Regions from separate parts of the Rattus norvegicus genome. Here region 2 is linked to region 1. A link is a contact called in public Hi-C data. All regions are on one chromosome and are shown on one strand. The core of a region is the stretch at or near the end of the contact, and the rest is flanking DNA. Distances in the headings are between cores, read along the strand shown.

Region 1 (5,514 bases), core at 953-3,452:
ATCTAGTGTAGTAGCCTGTGGTGAGGATGCAGTTAAAAGGCGGAAAGAAAAATCTTCCTACCACACAGGCATTTTACCCAGTATTTGAGGCTCTGGTCTCTGTAGCCTACCTCCCCTCCCCTCCCTGCCCCACCCCAGCTCACCATCTTTGGCTGTGATCTTCCTCACAGAAAACACATGTAGCACTGGGAGCTCCTGAAGGCAGAGAGAACAGTTTGTTAAGATCAACAGTATTCTGAAAAGGTATCTCCTCTCCTTTTTGAGGGTTCCAAAAACACAGACTTACAGAAAAATGCACTTGCACTTCAGCAAGGGAATTCTCAAGTACTGGCCTCGCCTCTCTCCTAAAGAAATACAAACCCTGCCCTTCAATTTTAGATCCACCCATGCAATTAGTCAGACCCACCTTGGGAAAATTCTGACCCCACCCCTGTAACTAATACTCATTCCTCCCAAGATGTCAGTCCAGACTCATTTCCTATAATAATTTTAGCCAGGATCTGGATCTCAGGTCAGCTACAACCTTTCCTTCCAACCCGCACAAGTAATGTCTAGAGGGCCAGAGGAATAGCTCCTGGAGTAAAGGGGCTTGGTGCCAACCCTAAAAACCTGAGTTCATTCCCCAGAACCCACGAAGTAGAAGAGAACTGACTTCCACCAGTTGTCCTCTGACCTCCGTGTGATTACACATCCATGCACAAAATAAATAAAGCAGAATGAAAAACAGTTCTAACTCTGAGACAACTTTAGTCTGTAGCTCCCCTAAGCCCAGCCCCACCAGCTGAAAAGGCACTCATCCTACCAAGGCGGAAAAGATTCAGCAAGCAGGCCCAGGATCCACTGCAGGGGCCTTCCTGGAACGGACTTGACCTTCATAGTGATACTCAAGGCAGAAGACAGAACTTCTACAGAGGCTTACAAGAGAAAACTGCCAGCTGCAACCACACCCGACCTCCAAAAACCTCCGTGGTCCCACCCCTAACTAGGGTGAAACTTCAGGCCCCTCCTTTCCGGCCAGATTCTGGCCCCGCCCCTGCCTCTGAGTTCCCTACTTCCTTGCCTGTGTTCTGCTGCACTCCCAGGTCAGTAAAAACTTTCTAGCTCCATTCCCGCCATTTGCCATTCTCCACCAGCACCCTAGCCCCACTCGCGAAATCCCTGAAATCTTAGCTCCACTTCCATCCAGTCTCAGCCAGCCCCTGGACCCTCCACTAGCTTCTGGGCAATCATCAGGACCCACCACCAGAACCAAGAAACTTTCCTGCCTCGCCCAAGGGATCTCTGCCCCAAACTCTAGCCCCATTAAACACTAAAACCACGTCATAGTGAAATAATCATTGCCCAAAACACTGAGAACAATATTCTGGCTACACCCCCAGCATCTTGGCCAAACTAGCCTAACGCCTCAGTTCAATCCTCACCTCTTCACTTAAAGCCCTGCCTCTTTCCCCACTCCCCTCGAAGCTTTGGCCCCGCCCCGAGCAGGCCAATCTCTTAGCTCCGCCCCTGGCCCTCATAACCACGCCCCCGTAGCACCCCCTACCGCCAAGACGAACTTGTAAGGCCCCAAGCAATACTCTAGCCCCGCCCTCAGTTCACTCCGCCCACCGACCTTTACCCCGCCCCGCGCCGTTTTGACCACTCCCCCAATTCGCCCGCCTACCGCCCAAACCCCACCCCTTACACGCCCAACACTTTAGCCCCGCCCCAAGTTTTTATCGTGCCAACGCCCAGACTCCGCCTCTTACCCCCACCCTACACTATTTGGTCCCGCCCCCAGCGTCTCCGCCCAACGTCCCGAGCCTGCCCCCTAATCCTCTAGGCAAAACTCTGGCCCCACCCCCAGCCCAGACACAGCTTTGCAAGGCCCGCCCCGCTAAGTCAACCACCCAGGCTTGGGGCCCGCCCGCACCCGCTCGTCTGGCCCTGCCCACACGTTCACGGCCCAACCTCAGCACCCCTCAAGCGACCCATGTGGGCGTCGCGTCCCCGCCCCCCGCAGAGTACCCTGACCCCGCCCCCGCCGGCAGCTCGTCTCTATCCGCGCGCGTTCACGCTCCCTCACGTGGGCGAACAGGCCCCGCCCTCTCCGGGCGCGCACCCGGCCCCCTCCCCCGGTCACCTGTCCCGGAGACCCCGCGGTGTCTGCGACTCCGGCTCCGTCCGCCTTCGCGTCCGCAGCTCCCGGGCCTCACGCGTCACTTCCGGGCCACACCACGTGAAGAGAGGAAATAAGTGGGGCACTTCCGGTCTTGACATCCCATTTCCGGGTGCCTTAAAGGGTCCGCACCCCCTCAGGCTCTGCAGAAGGTGGCAGAAGCGTGTTTGTTCTGTCTGGTCTCAGGGGATGGACATGTAGCACTAAATCTCTGGGTTCCTTTTTTGGTTTAGACTTTTATCACCCGGAGCCACTGGTTCCCGATTTTACTAGGTAAAAATTAGACATTATACAGGGACCCCTGAAAACCTAAATTGGTTTCATTACCTCTTCTTGCTAATGAAACCTTAGTTATAGAAACTAACCAATTCATAAAAATATAAAGTTTTGGGGCTGGAGAGATGGCTCAGTGGTTAAGAGCACTGCTCTTCCAGAGGTCCTGAGTTCAAATTCCAGCAACCACATAGTGGCTCACAATCATCTGTAATAAGATCTGATGCCTTCTTCTGGTGTGTCTGAAGACAATTACAGTGTACTTATATATAATAGATAAATAAATCTTATATATATACATATATATAATTTTTTAAAATCAACTATATAAAGCTGGGCAGTCCCAGCTTTATATCAACTATATAAAGTCCTGGTAGATGCCTCTAATTTCAGCACTTGGGAGACTGAGACAGAAAGATTACCTCGGGGTCAAAAACAGCAGGATAGATGATAGATAGATAGATAGATAGATAGATAGATAGATAGATAGATAGATAGACAGACAGACAGACAACCAGGGCTACATAGATCCTCTCTCAAAGGAGAAATAAAAGCAGGGTGACGTGGCTGAGAAAGTAAAGGCACTTGGCCAATTATGATGACCTCTGTTTGAACCCTGGACTTTGAGATGCACACCCTCTTTTACCTGTTGAGCAACGTACTGGCACTTGAATTATTCTTTTTTTTAAATATCTGTACTGGCTCAGTTTGTTGTCAACCTAACACAAGTTAGAGTCATCAGAGAAGACAAAGCATCTGTTAAGAAAATGCCTCCACGAGATCCAGCTGTAGCATTTTCTCAATTACTGATTGATGGGGGAGGACCTAGCCCATTGTGGGTGGTGCCATCTCCGGACTGATAGTCCTGGGTTCTATAAGAAAGCAGGCAGAGATGGCTGTGGGGAAGAAATCAGTAAGCACCACCCTTTCATGGCCTCTGCGTCAGCTCCTGCCTCCAGGTTCCTGCCCTGATTGAGTTCCTATCCTGACTTCCTCCAATGATAGATTGTGATATGAAAACAGAAATCAAATAAACCCTTTCCTCCCAACTTGCTTTTTGGTCATGATGTTTCATCTCAGCACTAAAATGTTGACTAAGACAATATCTCAGTTGTCCCCAAACTCCTGATCCTCCTGCTTCAGCCTCTTCAGTATGAAGGTAGGATTATAGGTCTGAGCATTTCTTCCCACAAAAATTGACCACCTTAAGCTGCTGTGAGATAGCCCATCTGACAAATGGCCACAATTTGTCCAACCCATCTCACTGAAATTCAACAGGGATAGTTCTACCTCTGTGTGTGTGTGTGTGGTGTAGACGAAGCAAGCTTGTGAACAAGTTCTGTCACTTAGCTACATCCTCAGCCCAATTTTGTTGTTATTTCTTTTAAATTGAAATATATACCGGTCCTAGGCAGTGGTGGTGAACACCTTTAATCCCAGCACTAGGGAGGTTGACTGTGAGTTCAAGGTCAGCATGGTCTACATAGTGAGTTTCAGGACAGCCAGAGCTACATAGTAAGACCCTATCTCACAAAATTAAAATTAAAAGTTTTATATATATACATATCTGTGTGTGTGTGTGTGTGTGTGTGTGTGTGTGTGTTTACTTTTTTTTTTTCCGGAGCTGGGGACCGAACCCAGGGCCTTGCGCTCGCTAGGCAAGCGCTCTACCGCTGAGCTAAATCCCCAACCTCGTGTGTGTGTGTGTGTGTGTGTGTGTGTGTGTGTGTGTGTGTGTGTTTGACATGTGTATTGTATATATATATATATGTGTGTGTGTGTGTATATGCATGATATATATGTGTGTATATATGAATATATATATGATGCTTGTGGGTGTTTTACCTGCATGTATTTCTGCGCACCATTTGAGAGCCATCATGTGGTTGCTGGGAACTGAAATTGGTTCCTCTGTAAAAGTACTAAACATGGGGCTGGAGAGATGGCTCAGTGGTTAAGAGCACTGACTGCTCTTCCACAGGTCCTGAATTCAATTCCCAGCAACCAAACAGTGGCTCACAACCACCTGTAATGGGATATGATACCCTCTTCTTGTGTGTCTGAAGAGAGTGACAGTGTATTTATATAAATAGATAAATAAATACTCTTTTTTTTAAGTACTAAACATTCTTTTTTCTTTCTTTCTTTCTTTTTTCGGAGCTGGGGACCGAACCCAGGGCCTTGTGCTTGCTAGGCAAGTGCTCTACCGCTGAGCTAAATCCCCAACCCCAGTACTAAACATTCTTAACTACTGAGCCAATCTGCACATTTTAGTTTTTTGCGATAGATTTTTCCTCTGTGTCTAAGCTGTCTTCAACCTCCAGAGGATTCTCCTGCCTGTCTCCTGAATGCCTGAATTACAGATACGAACTATTCTGTAGCAGCCCATGCCTGCTTTCTCATTGTTTTAATTTGGGGGAGGAAAGGAAGCACACAAGCTGTGGCACATGTGTAGACCAGAGAAAAACCTACAGAAGTTAGTTCTCTCCTACCATGTGAGATCCAGAAATAAACTCAAGCATAAAGACTAGGCAGGAGGCTCCTGGACCTGCCTAGCCAGAGCCACCTTGCCTGCCTATTTTGTTTTGTTTTGTTTTGTTTTGGGGGGGTTGTTTTTTGAGGTAAAGTCTCACAGTGTAGCTCTGACTGGCCTGGAACTCTCTGTTGTAGACCAGGGTTTCTCAAAGGCATAGAGATCCATCTGCCTTGGATGGATAACAGGGAAGGACCATCATGCCCAGGCTAAGGATTTGTTTCATTTTTTTTTATTTTAGTTGAAACATAACTGTGCACATGCTGTAATTTTTTTTCTTTTCTTTTTTTCGGAACTGGGGACTGAACCCAGGGCCTTGCTCTTGCTAGGCAAGCACTCTACCACTGAGCTAAATCCCCAACCCTTATAATGTTTTGATACATATAAACAATGTGTAATGATCAGATCCCAGTAACCGATCTCGGCCACCTGAAACACTTGTTTCTGTCTCATTTGTTTTGTTTTGTTTTGTTTCTGTTTTTTGAGACAGGGTTTCTCTATGTAGCCCTGGCTATCCTGGAACTCACTCTGTAGACAGGCTAGCCTTGAA
Region 2 (5,514 bases), core at 1,006-3,505, 75 kb after region 1:
TAGGTAGATGAATATTATGGACTAGTTCTTTAGATCTGGGTCTGCCCTTTTAATCCATCACACAGACCAGCAGCCCCGGAGTCACCTGTTCAGGAGAAAACTACAGCAGAGAGTAAAGAAGAAGGCGGCAGAGATTAGTGTGCCGGCACTGACAACATGGGTGTCTAATTCTCACAGGGTTTATTTTATTATAACTGTTAACCTTCAGGCATGTGGCATATTTCTGCACATGAAATAAATAATTATATACATACTTACACGTGTATCAGACACAGTGGCAACAGTATGCCTCACACTCGGCATTCTGAAGCAGAAGACTGAAAACACAAGGCCTCTTTGGGCTACAGGCTGTTTAAACTCAGCTGGGCTACCCGTTTTCAGTCATGAAGAGAGGAAAGAAGAGAAAGTAAGGGAAGGAATGGAGGGCCAGGAACGGATAGACACACATGCTCACTTGACGAGAGCTCATCATGTCACTCCCCATCTCAGCTAACTATCTTACCTTCCCTGGAAAACCAGAAAGCTGTATCCCAAACACTATAGAGACAGTGCACTTCATGTCTCAACCTTTCTAAAGCTAGAACCCTTCTTCAGATTGACGTGACCCCAACCATAATTTTTTTTTCCTTTTCTTTTTTTTTCTTTTCAAGACAGGGTTTCTCTGTGAGGCCTGGCTGTCCTGGAACTCAGCTCTGTAGGCCAGGCTGTCATTGAACTCAAGAGATCTGCCTGCCTCTGCTTCCCCAGTGCTGAGATTAAAGGTGTGCACATGACCGTCTGGCTATATAACTATTTCTTGACACTTCTGAACAATAACTTGGCTACTACTATGAATCACAGTGTAATTTGTGTTTTCCAATAGTGACCCCGTGAAAAGTCATTCAACACCCAAAAAAGTTGGTGACAGCAGCTCTAAACCAAGCAATCTTGACACCTGGTAGGGCCATAACCCTCACCGGTCTGTGAGGCCCTGTCTTGACTATTCAGTAACTCACTTCTGTTTCTGAGCAAGTTTCTTATCTTTGGAATTTTGTTCTCTCAGATCAAGTAACTGATCTATGAAAACTAACGTACTATATAGCTAAGCCATTTAGTTCACCTCATAGTTAATTCCATGATCTAGGTTTAAAAGGACAAGATCTCCTTCAGGGTTGTCTTTTTCGGCTGCAGGAAATGCATTACGCTGAAATGTTATTTCCTGACTATGACTGTGCTCAGCACTGGCCTAGGAATATGGCAATAAACAAAACTTTCCTTCCCTTAAGGACTAAAATCTTAATATTTTAAAAGCACATTTATTTATTCATTTACTGTGTGTGCACACATACCTACACAGAAGCCAGAGGCCAATCTGCAGGAGCTGATTCTCTCCTCCCATCAGGTGTATCCTGAAGTACACTAACCTAGATGACATGGCCGGGTGACTTGTCCCTTTACTAACGTCTAAAGGGAAGAGAGGGCTTGTGGCTCAGTGTTAAAAGAATTGCCCACAACACTTAACAGGGGAGACACACACACAGACACACAGACACACAGACACACAGACACACACACACACACACACACACACACACAGAGTACACATGTAGCTTAAAAACCAAAGTACCAAAAAAATGCTAACAAACTCAAGTACCAGCTGCCTCCAGTTGGGCCTTTCCTACTGCCCTATTTATCACAAGCACATGGGTGTTAAAAAGGCCCAACTTCCTAGATGTGTGAAAACCACAAGCTCTGTTTTTCCTCTTTGTTTTCTGAAGTTTCTAATTTAGGAGCACACCATGTACCTTGAACCCAAAGTGGTTTTACAACATCTGATTGAACCTAGGACAGTGGGAGGAGAGGGGGACTCTGACAGACACCTTTCACAGGAAACAGGAAGTAGCTGCTTCCCTCACCCCATCCTGCAGTCTGAGTAGAACCCAACTCCTTATTCTGTACAATTTAGGAAACCTTAAAGTCTGGATGAAGGACCTTAAGTAGACAAAACTTCAAAATCCCAGGGCCACTTGGCCTGGTGGCAGGAAGATCTGGGTGAACCTGGTCTACATTCTGGGTTCCAGGTCAGCCAGGACTGGCACACTCAAAAAATTATAAGTAAGTAAAATAAAATCCCAAGGCCCTTTCTGCCTGAATAGAGAAGTTGTTACTGCCAGGTGGCAAAGCCACAGGCCAAACACTGCCACACCCTGTCCTTGCCCTGGGCTCCGGGTAGGACACAAAGCCAAGGTCTGGAATCCAGGGGATTGTCAGAAGGAATGCGCTGCATGCTGTGCACCCTCAAGAGCTCAGAGCTGGAATCCCGGCTGAACAGTCCATTGTAACAGCTGACTAACAAAGTCAGCTGGGGAATATTTTCATATCTTTAATTTCTGCTCTCTGAAGGAAGACATTGCACAAAGGGCAAAGTACCGGCAGAGTGCTCCGGAATGGCACACCAAGGCTGCCAAGTACTGGCCTGGGCACCCCACATTCTCCTCATAGTGACAGAAAAGTGGCTCCCAAATGAAGCTTCCATATCCACCCTAGAGGGCATCATCAGAAGTGATTCCAGAGAAGCTTCCAGCTCTGAATGGCTCACAAAGCAAGGGCTTTTCCACTTGAATGCAAAATGTGGGCCTCAATCAAGAAGGCACTTAAGCCATAAAACCCTCACACCAGGGCCAAGTGTCACACTTGGAAGAGGGCGTGATTTATAAACCTACAGAGCCCCTTTTGTGCTCCTCCATTTGTTAACAATTTCTCTCCCCACCACACTCAGGCAACCATGCAGAGAAAGTATGACTGGGCCTCAAAAAGAAAGGACTCCAGGTTTGGCCCAAACTCTAATGTTCACTCTGGGTAATTACAGTCCTGTGAATAGACACTAAAATTAGAGCCTAATAATTTCTCTGCATCAGGCTCACAGATAAAGCTATCCCAATACAAACACAAAAGTAAGGGAAAGAAAATGCACAGTTCTGCCGGGCTGTCCCAGTTCTGTGGATCCTGCACAGAACCCCTTACCCCCAAAACAACTTTAAATGGATATTCCAACCAGCTGCTTTCTCTTCTCCACATTTAAATCTACAAGATGAAGGGTAAATATGGGCTTGGTCCCATCATTTCTCAGTTTAACAAAACCAATACCAGCCACTTCAAATTGTTTTCCCTGGTAACACCAGCTAAAGAAACCATTGCCTTCTGATCCCTTTCATAACTGCTTTCTCTAATGAGATTAAACACTGCACTAGACCCAAACACATGTCTACGTCCCCAGGTTCTACCCAATACTGAAGGGGGAAAAACACAACGAGAAGAAAACCCACACACAACACCAGCAATTACTATACTTACATTAAAGACCTTTCTGTTTGCCTTGAGACAAAGTCCCATATAGCCCAGGCTAACCTGGAGCTGGAGCAAATAGCTTTGAATTTCTGATCCTCAGTCTATCTCCTAAATGCTGGAATTATAAGGCATGAGTCACCATGACGTGCCTCAGGGAATTAATTGTACCCAGATCCTCCTCTACAGTGCCAAGCTCCAGCCGAATACTTCACCTTTTGGAGACAGGATCTATTCCTGAACTTGGCACTCACTGACCAACCAGCAAGGCCCAGGAATCCGTTTGTCCCACCTACCTGGTCTGGTTTACAGACAGGCATGAGCTGCCATGAACTTGCTCATCATGCTCACACAGTAAAAACTTTATCAACTGAGCATCTCAAGTCACACTGTGGCTCCCAACTGTCTGTAACTCCAGCCTCATAGGTCACTGTCACACACATAACAATACATAAAGGTAAATCACCCATATACATAAAGGGTAAAAAGGAAAAGTGAAGAGCTTCACAGAGAAACCCAGTCTAGGGATGGGGTAAGTTTAAACTGGCTCCTGCAGAGTTAGGACCTTACTGAACTGCATACCAATGTAGAAAAAGAAAATGATTGGGAGGGGAGTGGGTGAAAGAGAGGGAAAAGTAACTACTTCTGCTTCAGTCTGACATACTGCTTCAGACACTAGAGTTCAAAACTGATGCCTTTTACTGGCTAAACAAGGTTGTCATCTGGTCACCACAGCATTGCACCAGAACAGAACTTGACTCGTTTGAAAAGGCTGCTAGAACTGTAAAGGATTTCTGATTTTCTGACCTCAGCTTTCTCTCTCACTCACCTTTTTGACCATGGTGGTCTCCGATGAGTCAAGCTTTGCTCTCTTGGCATCAGGTCCATCTTCCACTCCTTGGCTGACTTTGGTAACTTTGGTTTTCTCTCTAGAGAGACAAGTTTGAAAGTTATATCACTGGAATATAAATTTTAGAAAATGTTATCAACTCCCAGGATACCTATGTCTAATGAGCAAAAAGCTGAGTTTGAGCCCAGCCTGGTCTACAGAGTGAGTTCCTAGACAGTCAAGGCTACCCTGCCTCGAGAAACAACAAATACACAAACAAAAAAAGAGCAAAAGGCTTTGGAATCAATGAGGCCCGAGTTCAAATCTCATGGCGGCCACTAGAGCGATCTGATAAATCAGTTAACATTCTCAGAATAGCGGTCCCTGATGTGATCATGGGAGGAAGAGAGCACAAGCAAACTGCCTAGCAGCAGAAGCCATCCAAAGCCAGAATGCTTTGCAAACATTCTCGAGGAATCAAGAACAAAAGAGCCACACTTAATCCCTCCTTCTGCTGGGGGAGCCTAATGTTAGAGTAGTTCAGCCTGCTTCTGTTATAACTTTTCAAGTCACTACACTCCGAGAATCAGACCCTTCTAAAGCTCCTGTGTGGCTAGAGCAGATGGTGAGAACACATTTGCCCCTCTGAAAGGTTGCTCCCCAACCTCCAGCACCACCTGGTTTTCAAGAGGGTTTCTCTGTGTAGCCCTGGCTGTTCTGGAACTCATTCTGTAGACCAGGCTGGCCTAGAACTCAGAGATCCACCCACCTCTGCCTCCCAGGTGCTGGGAGTTAAGGTGTGCACCACCAGCTCAAAGATTAAGTTTACAGCCAAGAAACGTGTGGGCCAGAGAAATACCAATGACTCTCTGAAGAGGCTGAACAATGAGAGCTCTGCTTAGCAGGAAGTTGTACCCAGCTGTAAATTAGCAAGGTAGGCTTCAGATGCTGTTTGAGAGACTGAGATGAGAGCAAGCAAGAGAATAAAAATATAATGAATGGTGGACAAATACCCAATTCATATAGTTTTATAAATACTCTACCGTCAGCCATCTTTCTCTTGAAAGCTGTAACTAAAAACACTGCAGGTCTTGTCATGTGAGAATTATTAAGCTCTGCAGCTTCCTGTTCAAAATGAGGATAAGGTCTGTCTGCTCCACAGTAGGCTCTGAACCTTGGAGCTTTTCCAAGGCAGGCTAAGTGTGGCCAAAGGACCACCCATTTAACTAGCAGGTACTCTCTCTCCACCACCTCTCAACATGCAAGCACAAGCTAAGGAACAAGTGTTTAAAACTCAAGCACACCTTCCCTGGACAGCATGTGAGTTCCAACCCTCAAGTTCAGGAAGTTGGGATGCCCAT

What was found. A called contact is a pair of places that touch in the nucleus more often than the background predicts.
Region 2: a contact with region 1 is called in a Hi-C map of liver, with 3 times the contacts expected there. The contact joins the enhancer-like site here to the promoter of Ccdc9 in region 1. A contact is called at or near these places in 11 of 12 Hi-C or Micro-C datasets (the A7r5 cell line, the Rat2 cell line, Schwann cells and 6 more) and 1 of 1 datasets of contacts at active chromatin or transcription factors (oligodendrocytes).

Annotation. Positions count from the first base shown.
Region 1 is chr1:86,117,584-86,123,097 of GRCr8, forward strand. Ccdc9 (coiled-coil domain containing 9) reads right to left here and starts at 2,203. Exons shown (of 14, transcript NM_001401581.1): 1 at 2,123-2,203; 2 at 144-195; 3 at 1-15. The coding sequence starts at 146.
Region 2 is chr1:86,192,961-86,198,474 of GRCr8, forward strand. It overlaps Sae1 (SUMO1 activating enzyme subunit 1), which reads right to left. Exons shown (of 9, transcript NM_001012063.1): 5 at 4,154-4,253. Among named protein-coding and RNA genes, the nearest start is that of Sae1, 19 kb to the right of the region's middle. Within about 2 kb of position 2,256, at least 29 of the 93 cell types and tissues checked have an H3K27ac peak or open chromatin away from gene starts, as enhancers often do. A contact at or near this core is called in the A7r5 cell line, Schwann cells and liver, where this site is marked.